2 separate regions of the Mus musculus genome follow, and region 2 is linked to region 1. A link is a contact called in public targeted proximity ligation data. All regions are on one chromosome and are shown on one strand. The core of a region is the stretch at or near the end of the contact, and the rest is flanking DNA. Distances in the headings are between cores, read along the strand shown. Region 1 has its middle 13 kb from the start of Ermp1. Region 2 overlaps Gm41829 (a long non-coding RNA gene).

Region 1 (7,600 bases), core at 1,002-3,501:
GAGCTGTATGTGTATCTTATTAAATATTTCTAATAACCTTGTTTAATCTTACCAACACACTCACAGTTCCACAAGCACTCACCTCTACATTACTACCCCCTTGGGTGATAAGCCTTATAAAGATAAAACCTCTTTTCCTCAAGCCTCAGTTCCTTTATTACATTAATAATCGATAAGCAAAAATCCAGAAGTACCAAGAATAAATTCCCAATTTCTTCAATTAAAAAAAAAAAAAAAAGGTATTCAAAGGAGTGGTGGCTTGGAGCACACCTTTAATCCCAGGGCAGAGGCAGGTAGAGCTCTGAGTTCAAGGCCAGTCTGGTCTACAGAGTAAGTTCTAGGACAGCCAGGACTACACAGAGAAACCCAGTTTCAAACAGATAACAAGACAAAACCTTATTCACAATAAAATTCCATCTTTAGACTGAAGTATGAGCACCTGCTCTTGTGGCTTTAAGCCTTAAAAAGAGGATGCTAGAGAAACCAGCCAGAGCCCCACTGTCTTCAGTCACCTGAGGCACCCAGAGAGGAGAAAACTCATGGAGGCAGAACACAGAGGTACAGAGGCAAGTGGAGAAGATAGAAATGGCTGCTTAACATTTATGAGGGATTTTTTTCTAGTGACAAAATGTTTTTGGAACCAGATGGATGTGCCGGGCTTGAAGGATATGGAAATGTTCTAAATCACCACTTTTAACATGGTTAATTGTGTGTGAGGTAGATTTCACCTTCAAAGAGAGAAATATGGGAGATCTAGGCCTTGGTATGACATTTGTTTTGTTAGGAGACAGTTTCGAGTCCAGCCATCTCAGGAACAACTTCCATCCTACTGGCAGAGTTCCTGTTCCCAGGCCCCGGAACCAACGCCTGTCTGGCTTCTTCAGGTGCTTCATGTTTGTCTGCTCATCAGTAAAGGATAGAAAGAGGGAAGTTGCCGTATCCCATTATCTAAACTAAGGGACACAAGTAGTAAATGTGTTGCCTGTCTTGACTTAGTTGACCGTATGCAGCTTGTCTGTTCCATTGTTCCCTTATCACCCTAGATTCCACGCCAGAGTCCAGGAGGGGACCTGGCTGGAAAGACTGAATCAACGACCCTGATGCGTCCTGGATAAGGCCCAGCCATCAAAGTTAACTGCCTTGCTTATCCCCTTGTGTCAAAGTATGATTGGCCAATGCAACAGCCCACCCCAATCTCCTTGCTTTGTGTACCCATCCTATATAAAGGTTATTCAGTGTCCCTTCGGGCCCTTCGGGGACCCTGGTTCAGATCCCGAACTGGCCTCCCCCTGATCCTGCAGAGAACAAAGCTTTCATTTTTAAGCTTCTGTCTCTGAAGTGAGTTCTCTTGGCTTCCACCCCAACCCACAGTTTCAGGGAGTGAAATACTCACCACTAAGCATGAAGGCCTGACTTCAGTCCCTGGCACCCACGTGGTAAGAGAGAGCCAACTCCCACAAGGTAGCCTCTACTTCCCACTTCATTAAATGTTTAAAAAAAAACAGAACAGAACAATCTGGATATAGAAATAGCTAGATATTTTTAATAACTAGATATCTAGATATTAATAATATAGGTTATACATAAAATATCTCAATACTAATAATCAATAACACAGTGGTAGTATACTTGCCTAGCAGGTAGAAAGCCCTGGATTTGATCCCCAGAACCGCATAAAACTGGCCTGGGTGCACTCTCTATAATCCTAGAGTTCTGGAGGAAGAGGGAAGAGGGTAAGAAACTGAAGGTCAGGCTCATCTTGCCAGTGAGCTCAAGGTCAGGCTGGGCTATAGAAGGCCCTTCCCTAAACAAAAACAAACAAAATGTATGTGCTACATATGATTCAGGAATGGCTTTGGGAAATGGGATTTTAAGATTTCTTAGCTCCAGAGACAGATGCCTGCCCAAGTTCGGTCCCAGTAAAACTACCTCTGCTATATACGCAGGCCCCTTGTACTTCCTATTCCAGTAGCTCCAAGTACTGTTAGAATATCCGATCTCCGCTCTTTAAGGAAAACCAGCAGCTCTTCAGCAGAGATGTCGATTCTTTTTATTTCATTTCACTCTATGTGTATGGGTGTTTTGACTGCACGTATGTCTGAGCACTGTGTGTATGCCTTCGTGCCTGAGGAGGCCAGAAGATAGCACTGGAAGCCCTAGGACTGAAATTACAAACAGCTGCCTTGTGGACCTCGAGAGCAGCGGTTCTCTGAGTCACCTTTGCAGCCCCAGAAGTTGATTCTTCAGAGAAAACAAAGGAAGTGGCTTATTCATAGCCTAAAAGGCTGTGGTTGTTTGTCTTTCGTTCTGAGGCAGGATCTCTCTATGTAGCCCCACTTGGCCTTGAATAATCCACCATTCTGCCTTAGACTCCTTGTGCATGCTGGGATTATAGAGGAATTGGAACACACCTATAACAGCATACAGTTTTTAGAACCATTGTCTTCCCAGACCCCAGGATATCTTCACTATGTGTCAGAGTAATTGTTGTGGGACTCCTGTGAGTCTGGGACACCAAGTTTAGAGAGTTAGAGGCAAAAGCCTGAATGATAAATGGACGTCTGTTTTTATTGCCATCCTAAAGTGCAGTCCCATTGGCAAAGAAATTGTGCTTTGTTTAGGAAGCAGAACAGAGCATTGTCAGATCCAAGGGATATTCCATCCCACCCCCTCAAAGGGTAGACCTACTGATTTGATCCAAAATTGAGTCTAGGCTCAGCTTAAGCTAGACTCTAGAAGGACTTCTGGTGATTAGATAGAAGCCAGCAGGAATAAATTCATCTACTTCTCTCTGCCCTAAAATCTAGGTGTGTGTGTGTGTGTGTGTGTGTGTGTGTAAGAGTGTGTATGAGTGTGTGTGTGTATGTGTGTGTGTATGAGTGTGTATATGTGTGTGTATGAGTGTGTGTGTATGAGTGTGTGTATGAGGGTGTATATGTGTGTGTATGAGTGTGTGTGTGTGTGTGAGTGTGTGTATGTGTGTGTATGAGTGTGTGTGTGTGTGTGTGTGTGTGTGTGTGTGTGTGTGTGTGTGTGTGTGTGTGTGTGTGTGTGTGTGTGTGTTGGTGTGTGTTTGTGTGTGTGTGTGTGTGTGTGTGTGTATGAGTGTGTATATGTGTGTGTATGAGTGTGTGTGTATGAGTGTGTGTATGAGGGTGTATATGTGTGTGTATGAGTGTGTGTGTGTGTGTGAGTGTGTGTATGTGTGTGTATGAGTGTGTGTGTGTGCACGTGTGTGCGAGTGTGTTAGGGCTGAGCATCCCAGTGTGTTCCCTGTATGTATAACCAGATGGGTGAGGGGGAAAAACTATTTCAAAGCATTTTTTGCTGCTACAAACTCGGAGCCAGGCAATGGAACAAATGTCAGACTCTTCCCACTCACTCACTCTTAGTGTGAAATAGAGTAGTCCTGGAGACAAGAGAAGGGAAACTTTTGACACAATTATGCATGCCCCTTACACAGAAAATGAATGGCTGTCTTATCGGTTCACTTTCTTCCCACTCTAGAGATAAGAATCCAGTTTATAACTTGATTCTCAGGCAGAAAAAAAATTTATGGTTAGCAAGTATATCCTTCAGGGCTTAGAGGTTAGGGCGCTGGAGCTGTGGCAGGCAGCCTGTGAGTGGGCTCCAGTTTGTAACTGTTGTGTTTGGCTCATACAGGGATCTCTTTTTTAACTGAGTTGGGCAACGTTAGCAAAGCAAAACTCTCACATGTGTATCTCAAGTTCAGCCCTTTGTTGGGAAAACACAAGATTCAGCTCGGATAACCAACTATGGCTGATTTAGGTTGTTCTCTGGGTTGCAGTTCACCCCAGTCCTTGTCCCCACAGCCCACACCCCATCCTACCCACAACCTCAGGTGCATGTTAATAGAGAACTGTTTGCCCCTTCTGCCAGAGACAAGGGAAGCCAACTGGATGGGAAGTGGTTTCACAAGTTCCTGAGGGAAAACCGACGTTTACCTAGTGGCCGGAAATCATTCTACAGTCTAGTCTGAGGTGGGCCAAAACTGTCTTTTCTGGACATAGGCACTCCACAAGACCTAACAGAAGCAGCTATGGAAGCTAAGGTTCTTGCCTACCAGGGGCTAATCCTACAGCCATAGGCTTAATCCAGAGGGTGAACTGTAAACCATGGCCGAGAGGCAGACCAGAGCCAAAGCTTCATGCCCATTCCAGCCTCAAGGAAAATTGTTACAAAGTTGGACACCCCATCTTAAAAACACAGATAGAGTAAGTTCCAGAGCTGACTGCTAGGATCTCCTGAGTCTTCAGCTCAGCTTTCGGCTTTGACTCAGATATGAGTGGGTAAGGAGTCCAATTCTTCCTCGCCTGAGAGACCCAATTCAACCTTTCTGAGAAATCTTCACTGTCCACCTTGAGAGACTTGTTGAGATGAAAAGTCTTGGCATCAGCCTGGAGGCACGCCCTGAAGAGGCTTGGGCACAGAACCTGCAGCACTTTCCCTTTTCTCTCGTTTACAGATGGATTGTTCAACTCCATCTGTCTTTCAGAAAGCCATAACACGTACATAAATAGATTTCTAGTGTCAACCCAGCTCTTCCAGAGATAGCATCTGCTACAGAGCAAACCATCAATAGTCTTTTGGATAGCTTTTCACAAGTTAGGGCTTCTTTGGACATGCCAGCCTTTTGATTTTCTCCAGAGCCCAAGAAGTGTCCTGCCCCCACTGATGGCTTCCTGCCAACAGGAACAAGGGCTGTCCTTGCCTGTTTTTGTCCCTCCCTTGGCACAGTACAGGGTCTTTGACATTAAGACTTGACCTAGAACCTGAAACTTGGTATTTCTGTTCTTGTCAATCGATGTTCGGGGGTTCTTTAGTTTTTGTGGTCCTAAAAATATCTTTAAAACTCATTGTTTATTTTTATACTCCTCATGTCCCTGACCTATAAGCGGTCCTAAGAGAATCCAACAATTATCTGTGCTCTTTGAAAGGAATTTTTTTAAGCTTGGGGGTTAGGAGAAAGATAGAAGCAAGCAAGGAAATGGGAGAAGAGCTTATTTCAGCGAAGCAATCTTTTCTCTCATGGAACAAATCCCTGATCAATCGATTGGTTGATCTCTTCAGGACTGCAGAGTCACCTCAGCTTCTCTCAGCTCTCTTCTCGCAAGTGTGTTCCTTCACAGAGAGAGGAAACAACTCAGTCTGGCTCTCTTTGATGTTCCCCTCAGAGCAAGCAATGGGGTCTGTCCTGGCCTCTTTAAAACAGGCCATTTATTTTGAAAGATTTACCGATTTATTGTATGCCTATGATGTGTGTGGTTGCATGTGGACCACAACAAAGCTGTGATGGTCAGAGGGATGGCTTGTGGGAAATGATTCTCTCCTTCGGCTTCTGGGAAGCAAACTCAGGTCATCAGACTTGGTAGCAAGAGCCTTGACCCGCCAGGCCATCTCATCTCCATGGGCCTGCAGCCATCTGACCACTGCTGCCTGAGGGAAGTTCCAGACGGAGGGAGGGAATGGGTAGAATTCTGTTGCTTGGGACCTCACAAGCTTCATTCAGGAAAAACAGAGGAGCCGTGTTGTACTATGAAGTTGGCCTGAACAGGCCCAAGCCATGCCTTTTGGTCTTGGCTGACATAGAACTCTGGTGTAGCTAGAGGTAGGTAAGGAAGTTGCTGAATTTCTGGTTTGTTTTAAGATGAAATCTCATGACATGGCCCAGGCTAGCCTGGGACTCACAAAATAGTCTGGTCTAGCCTCAAATTCTCAACCCTGCTGCCTTTGCCCCTCTGCAGACATTTATACTTCTTTGCCACGCTTGTCTGAAGCAAGGCAGTAGAGAAGAACAGAAGAAAACGTAGGAGGGACAAGGGACCAAAATTCAGGGGAGCAGCCTTTATCCACGGCACCATTAGGGACAGGATTAGGTTAAGTGTATATGGCATGGTGGTCTGAAGCTCCCAAGGTAACCTGCAGTCACAGCGTACTGATTCTCCTACGTAACTATGTAACGCTGGAGAGTACCATATTTCCCAGGGACTGGATGAGGCCCTGCTCACATGGGTATGGAGGGATAAACTTTATTTATTCTGTTATCTCTCAAAGTAATCAGCCACTGTCCTGGGGACTCTGCCATCCCTTTATTGCAATATTAATCACGTCGCTTGTTTGATGGGATGATTGTCCCTCTCTGGAGAGAGGAGAGAGGATTTGTTGATGGAAACTCCCATTTTTCTACTTGGGGAGGTGTCATGTTTCACCTGTATTAGGCAGAATAGTTGTTATTCCTGTTTGGCAAGGCGCTAGAGGTTGTTTATGCAGGGAACTCTAAACAGACAAGGGCGGAATGGCATTGGAAGGGTGTGTTTCCCTTGAAGCGGGTGCCAGTGCCTCCCTGCAGAGTTTCGGTACCCATTCACTGCAACCAACTCAGCCGCCAAGAAACCCAGAAGCCCAAGGGATGGACAAAAGGGAAGTTGGAAGGTGGACTCTGCTCTTACGTCTAAGAAGCACTATTTGTGATTTCTCTTAGATTTGTGTGCACTTGAGGTGCTGGGATCTGACCAAGAGCTTTACAGTGAGAACTCTTCCGGAGCTCTGCCAACCTGTCTTTTCTGTTCTTAGAACTAGAGCTATCCATAAAACCGTTCTCTAATGTTCTACCTTGATTTGAAGACCACGAACAACACATCCTTCCATCTGAGCCTCATCAAAACACCAGTGAATGTTGGGACCACCTCTACCCCTTCATTCAGGAGCCTGGAAATCAAGTGTAATGTGACTTGCCTGACTCCAGAATTGCTTTGGCTGACAGAAACCAAGTTTCACACACACACACACACACACACACACACATCTTATTTTGTTTGTTGGTACACAGTAAAAGATACGGTAGCTTCTCTTTGGTATATTCTATGAATTTCCCCTGAAGAGAGGTACAGGAACCCCCCAAAAGAAAAGTCACATATCCTGGTCATGATGTGCTGGTAGCAGGTGACCACAGGGGAATGTTGCGTGTAGTTTTAAATGTTACCAATGTTCCGTCTTTGCCCCAGAACAGTCACAAGTGCCCACCCGGCCTCCCCTTTTTCTACCTGCCTTTAGGTCTGAGAGGCGACCTCACTACTAGGCCCCTCCTGAGACCCTTGAATCGGAGGATAAAAGACACACACTCCGCTTGTTACTTTACAACTCGCCTTCTTAGCATAATTGTTGGGCGCAGATATCTCCCACCTAGGAAAGCCCTTACCAATTTATTCTCTGTCTCTCCACCTGCCCTAAACTTAGTGGCTTCGCCTGTGGCCACAGGTAGCGGTGGCCACAGACCCTAGCTCCCCCAACCCCCCCAGCCTCCAGACCTCTCATGGTTGTTGCATTTTTCTTCCCCCAAAGCTTGGCAGGAAACTTCTTCCTTGTGTTCCTCTCCTGCCTCCAGGGACCTGGAAGTCCCGCCCCTACCTTCTGCCCAAATAATTACTTTTCTTTACTGACAAATCAAGAACCAATTGGGGAACAGGACGTTTGCATCAGAACCTCCCCTTACAGGGGAATCTTTAAGCTCCTCTCAGGATCCAGGAGTGGTACTTTATACTAAGCAAGTATACCTCAAAGACAAAGGAACGCACCATCT
Region 2 (6,969 bases), core at 223-2,722, 420 kb before region 1:
AAGTACTAATATGGGATTATCATTTTTGCTTACAGAACTTCGCTGTTGGATATGTGTAAAAAATGCACTCCAGAGAGTGTGAAAGGTTATACACGGGCTCAGTGGTCAATTCTGAAAAATGAAGAGGGATAGGAAAGGCCAAGAGAGATTTACGATATTTTCCAAACATTTAAAACTTTACACAAGTGGCACGTATTAACACTTACTTAGAAATTTAAAACAGAGGACGGTAGTTTTCTCAGCGAACGTACATTAAAATGTTTTTATATCGACAGTAGACATGAAGGCATACACCCTACGCTTTCACGAGGTTTAAGACAAGCATATTTCAGTAATTAATAGTCGCCTTACACGTTTTTCCTGTCATCATTCTTACTAAAGCTGAACTTGCTGGAATGTCCTTGGTTCCCGGCAAGCTTCCTGTGCTTCAGGAAAGGGCTGATTTGACATCTGGGAGGGATGTGTGTGATACCAACATTCTTGTAGCCGTGGAGTACCCAGCCAAAGCCTGCCTTAGGACTGCTACATCCTTTATCATTGTCGTGTGACAAGTGAAGGTGACAGGAAATAAGTAAACAGAAGCACTGCGATTCAATGGGAAAGCAAACAAACAGGAAAGAGTAATAAGGAGACTGATTTCTTCCCTCTAACAAGTCGCTGTCAATTCTCAGGCAGCATTTCCTGTGTCAGACAGGGGAATTTAAAAAGTCCAAGACTTGTCTGGACTTCAGTTTGAGAAGCACTACCTAGTCTATTACTTTTCTAGACTACCCTAGACTACCACATTGGATGGCTTATATCAGTAGGAACTTATTCTTTCATAAATCTGAAAACTAGGCTTCCCAAGGGGTTGGCAAGGGTCAAGCTTCGTGTGAAGTTTCGGGGTGAGAGGATTCCTTCGTTGCTTCTTCCAGCTTCTGATGGCCCCCAGGTCTCTTTAACCTGTTCCTCTTTAGGAAGATGTGTCACGGTGACCTCTGCCTCCAATTCACATAGCCTGTGTTCCTGTGCATTCCTAGGAATTCCTGTCATTCCAGGTCAGGGTTCACCTTAGTGCTTTCATTTGTTGCTTGATTAGCTCTGCAGAGAGAGTATTTTCCAACGAGCATTTCCACATCCATAGGAAATAGTGGTTAGGACTTCAACATATTTTCTCGGGAGACCCAATTCAATTTGTACTAGACTGGCTGAAGTTTGATCTGTTGTGAATGATGTAAGTTTTTTTTTTTTTTTTAAGAAAGCAACTTCCAGGAAAATGAATTTAGATATGTGCTCTTGTAGTGGGCTTCAGAATATACCAGCAACGAAAGAATCAATAGAAAGCACTTTCTCAACAGCAGCTGCCTCTCCTTAGAGGAGCACACCTGCCTTCCATTCATCAGCTCTCACGATGGGTAGATAAAGAGGCATAGTTTCAAGACTTCCAAAAGAGGAGGCACCAGAGGGAAAGATTTAGAGGAACACAAAGGTCTAAAGACAAATGGGCATTTGCTTTAATGCTGGAGACTCAGCTAAAGGTTCTGTGGCATGACTTTAAATAGGAGAGCGTCATCATGGAGCAACAGCATATCCCAGTAGTGTTTTACAGGAATTGTTAGGGAGGAGGGGCTAACCAGAGCCAGCACTTGCCTATGGCTGCCTCCCCTGTTTTCCTCCCTCTACTGGTCCACTCCTCTGCAACTCCAGGTATGAGAACCCAGACATTACTCTTACGGTGGTTGCCTCAACCCCAGAGTATGGGTGATCTCACTTCCTGCAAACAAAAAAGGGATGTATGGTCTATGACTCTCAATTCCAAATTCCCTGGAAGGGAACTTCTGGTTCTGCTTGAGTCAGGTGTTCATTATGCTCCAATCAACGGAAACAGAGAGGGGCACACACTAACTAGGCAATGGAGGCTGGCACTTCTAGCCATTATGTTCTTTAGAAAGAAGCTAGGCTTGGGAGAAAGAGTGTACACTTTAGTCTCAGAAGTCAATACTTTCTACATTGGCACTTCAGTATGGACATTTTCTATTTTTAGGTTGTCACATTTATTTTTATACATGTATTTACATATGTGTGTGTGCACACGCCCACAGGAATGTGAGTTGCACCCACCGTAAGAGATATGTAGGGGTCAGAGGTCAACTCACCGGATTCAGTTCTCTCCGTCTATGTTCAAGCTTCAGAGGAATTTCCTCAAGTGGTCAGACTTGGTGACAAACACATTTACATGTTGAACTTTCCACCTGAATTTCTGCTTTTCACAGTAGATCTTGCAACGTATTGTTTTCAAAAATAACAATTTGTGGGCAGGTAACTCTCACTGTCTTTAGTCAACTCTTGTGTTGTTGACACTGCTGTCTGTGATCCCAGATGCTCAGCGGCACAGGGGGTTCGTGAGTTCAAGCCCAGCTCGGTGCACATTGTAAAACTACATTTCAAAAAACTTTTTTTTCCCCTTTGTTCAAAGTAGAGCAAAGTTGCACTTGACATTCTGTGTATTTAGACAGATAATTACCCTAACCTAAAAGGGTTTACATAGTGGAAAACTATTTGGTTCTCATGTACAGTCTGCTCATGTCAAAGGAAAGGAAGTTTTGTTCTGCAGAACACAAAGACTGTGAAGAGGACCGATGTCAGAATGAGGGTGTACTGAGGCAGACCTGTGATTGATTTAAAGTAAGACAATGTTGTTCGCTTGTCTGTTTACCTGATTCAGACACCCTGTTTATAATCCTAGACCTAAAATAAATTAGCCTCTTTCCATAGCTACTACTTCCTCTTTTTTTTTTCCTTCAGAAAATCATATTTTCTCTATTTTGGAATGAAACAAAATACTTTTTGGACCCATCCTCAGATCTTGGTATGAGTCTGCCAACCAGAGACTTTCTCAAATCTTTCTTTGGCTTGAAACATAGTTAACACTTAGGGATGATGGCTCCTCTGGGGGTGGTGCTCCACTCTGAGACTCCAGCACTCTGGAAGCAGAGCAAGTTCCACCCCAGCTACACAGTAAAATCCTGCCTCACCCCAAGACAAACGACACAACCAACTAAAATAAATAAAATGCAGCAGAATACTAAGCAAGCAAACAAATGAGAAACAAAGAGGTTGTCATTATCTTGTTCAACGACAGGTTTTTTTTTTTTTAAAGTGTTTCTCTCTTCTCGTTTCCTCTTCAAGATGGGGTCTTCCTTTGTACTTGAGACTTGCTTTGAAACTGCTATGAAGTCCAGGCTATCCTCAAACTCATGACTATTCTGCCTCAGTCTCCCATGTGCCGGAGTTAGAGACTTGAAATATTGTGACCAGCTCTGATACAGTTGGTTTCTTACATTTAAAAAATCATAGCATAGGGAGTTTTGGTAAGCGTGTGGGATAGAAGATGTCTCTGTAAGATATATTGAAAGAGCAAAAGGATATATTGAGTTAGCATAAGGAAAAAAAAAAACAACAAAAAAAAACCTAGATGCTCCTCCAGACCTGTGAAAAGCCACAAAGATAGTGTAGGTTACTGAAAAGAAACATCAATAGAGCCCCAGCCAGGTGGCCATCCCTGGTGGGGGAAGGGAAACAAAAGCCTAGTTCAAGAGGTCAATCAGGTCGCTCTGGTGGGAAAGCACTATAAGCCTTACCCTCGGGATAAGCCCGTAGGCCTAGAAAGCCTCAGATCCAGTTGCTGGCGTTGGTGAAATAGTGGTCCTCTGGTGGATGGGCCAGCCATGGAGACACTATCATTGCGTATGACTCAGACGACAGGGACTGGGTTCTACCCGAAGAAGGAAGCTGTTGCTTAACGCTGAGCTTCCCTAGGGTCCTGCGTACAGAGACAACCGCAGGAAAGAGAGACTGAAGCTAACTAGTCACAGTTCCAGGGAGTGAGTCAGCCTCTGGAGGCACCTTTGGAGTGTGGGAGAACTCGATGCTGATAAGGCAAGAGTGAAGGGGTGGGGGTGGAGTGTTGGCTCAGGGCGTAAAGGAAAGGTAGCCTTGTCCTCAGAGACGAAGAGATTTGCCTTGATGAAACTGAGAATGAGTCTGGAGTTTGATGGCCCTGAGACTGAAGGCCAGTGTGTGGATCAGCTTTTGCTGTCAGCTATCAGTCGTGTATGGGGACTGTTTCAGCTCCACTTGGCTTCTTGACACTCAAGCGGTACCCCTGAAGCCGATCAACGCTTAAGAGGTCCCGAGAGTACAAAGACTAGTCCTTGGTGTGTAGAGTTTTCAGGGATTTCATTTTCTTCTCCCATTTGGAAGAGATCTTCTGCTGGAACACTAACCGCCCAAGGGAATTCAATCTGGGGAGTCTCAAGAGGGAGAGAGACTGTCCAGACTACATTCCATAAAGGCAAGTATGGCCAGGGGAGGCCTTGGACAGGCAAGGAAGGGAAGGTACCCTAGTGAGCACAACTCTGGCAGACGTGGGTACTTGCCCAGGACCCGTGCAGGAACAACAGTATAAACTATAGGAACTACAAGCCCACAGACGTGGCTGACCCCTCCCATGCATTTTACTGGCAGCCTTGAGTTTCCAAGGATCAAGAGAAGCTGAGTCATCCCTATCTTGTAGTCCCTCCTCCCTTTCTTTTACTAATACTTTCAGCAGTATTTTAAATTTATTTTGCTAATATTTTTTGGATTAGCTTTTAGATTATCTTTGTGCATTTAGTGATGTTTACAGATTTTTCTCATTACTGGGAGATATTTTTCTTTTTTTTTTTTTTCTTTTTTCTTTTTTTTTTCCGAGATAGGGTTTGTCTGTGTAGCCCTGGCTGTCCTGGAACTCACTTTGTAGACCAGGCTGGTCTCGAATTCAGAAATCCACCTGCCTCTGCCTCCCAAGTGCTGGGATTAAAGGCGTGCGCCACCACCGCCCAGCTGAGATATTTTTCTTTTTCTCACTCTTTATAAAGTTCTTTCTTTCCTCTTCCTCCTCTTTTTCCTCCTCCCCCTCCCCCCTCCCCTGCCTTCTGCTCTTGTCTTCTTTTCTTTTCGTTTCTTTTTTTTTCTATTATACATTTAGTGGTTATTTTGTCTTTGTCATATCGTTTTTAAAATCCACGCTTAATTTTTTTGTCACTTTCTTATGTTTACCACTTTTTGGTTTTGAGCTTTGTACGGTCTGTGATTACAATGGAGCTTTCTGGGTTTTATCTTATTTTTATTTTTCCTGACGCCTTGCTCTACCCTCTTGCCCTCTAAAACACTCTCCTCTCCTCCTCCGCTTATTTTCTCTCATATTTATTTAATCTTATTTCGGTTTTTGGTTTGCTCTTTGCCTGCCTTTCCCCAGCATTCACTGCTTCCACCTTTGCTCTAAATACTTTTTAGGTTCACAGTACAGTACAGTAGTTTTGCCATTTTCTGTTTTGTTTTATGGATATTAGTGATATGTTATTGAGTTTTTTTTAAAGCACGTGTCTTACTTCTATGGTTTCATGTTCCTCGTAGTGTAGTAGTTTGTTTTATTTTCTGTAAGTGGTATTGAGGCTTCAAAGACATGCTGTTCAACAATAAGAATCCAAAATAAAACCAGAAGAACCATTCACACCATCAGAAATGCAAATCACAGTGAAACACAAGACTTCAAAGGGGATGGATGACCTCAGAGATGGCACAGACAAGTAAGGAATTCAAGTAGGACCTGAAGAGGAAAATCCACAGACAAGAGGAAACGATCAGCAGAAAGGGTGAGAAAGTCAACAGGATTGATGGAGAACCGAAAGTTAGCAAGGAAATGGAGAGATTGGGATAAAGCCAAACAGAAGCAATGGAAATGACAACTGCATGAAAACAAACAGACTGAAACGTAAAGCGTAATCAATGGACTTAAGCAAGCAGAGGAAGAACATCATGGATGAATGGATGCCAAGGCAAAGGTCAGGCTGCATCCAAATACAGTAAGAAAACAGGATCGTGGTACAGTGGCCAAGACTCTGGGATATCATCAATGGTCTAAACCCACGAATCTGTGGAATGGAAAAAGGAAATGAGACGTAAAACTAAAGATATAAAGAATCTACCCAATTAAATTATAACATAACTTTCCCTCCCTCCTAAAATCTAGAGCAACAGGCAGACATCCAAGGAAAAGCCACTTCTCATCTATCATAATCAAGATTTTGGGGATGCAAAGGAAAGGATAATAGGAAAGGTTTCAGGGGAAATGCCAAATCATCAACACGAGTGGTTGTTGTTGGACAAGCATGTTTCCATACCACGGAGACACCGCAGCAACAATCCTAAAACACGGCGCAGTATATATCATGCTCTGAGAGCACAAAACCTTTCCGCTAAGGTCACTCCCTCCACCAAAGCTCTCTCTTAGCTCTGACAGAGAAGTAGACATACAAGACAAGCACATGACAAGTTTATGACTAGCAAGTCCAAAAATACAAAGCAAAACAGAGCAAACCTAAAAACACCCAAGGCATATTACACACAGAAAAGGTGGAAGGTCTCAATCATGAGATCACAGAGAAGAATACGTTTACTGAGAGGAGCAGAACCAAAAGGGCTGGCCAGGAATCCGGCAGGACCAAGGCACTAAACCAGCAGACAACTGACTCTAAGAGCAGAGAAGGAATGGAGCTAGCAACAACACAACCCAAAGTTACAAAAATTAATACACATCTGTCAATACTACAGATTATCTCGGATAAAGAGATGCAAACTGACCGGCTGGGCTCAAAAAGTAGATCCAAGTATCCAATGTCCCCAAGAAACATAACTAGCAAAACACACTTACAGATTCAGAATCAGACAGAGGCTCTGAGTCAATCAGGCAAGTGAACAGAAACGGAAGACACGCTGGCATGGCTTTTCTGCTGTCTGATGGAGAAGAGTTCAAACAAAACTTACTCAGAAGACATAAAGGAGGCCCCATGGCATATTAATAAAGGAAATATTTCATCAAGAACAAGCAGCAAATATAAATACACATATACTGAAAATAGATACTCTCCGTTTTATAAAACAAACACT

Evidence for each region.
Region 2: a targeted proximity ligation map of pancreatic cancer cells shows a contact between it and region 1. A contact is called at or near these places in 1 of 39 promoter capture datasets (the C10 cell line) and 1 of 130 datasets of targeted methods (pancreatic cancer cells).

The regions. Positions count from the first base shown.
Region 1 is chr19:29,657,675-29,665,274 of GRCm38.p6, forward strand. No RefSeq gene overlaps it. Among named protein-coding and RNA genes, the nearest start is that of Ermp1, 13 kb to the left of the region's middle.
Region 2 is chr19:29,237,924-29,244,892 of GRCm38.p6, forward strand. Gm41829 (a long non-coding RNA gene) reads right to left here. Exons shown (of 2, transcript XR_877802.2): 1 at 3,621-6,969; 2 at 134-3,376. Among named protein-coding and RNA genes, the nearest start is that of Gm41829, 4.0 kb to the right of the region's middle.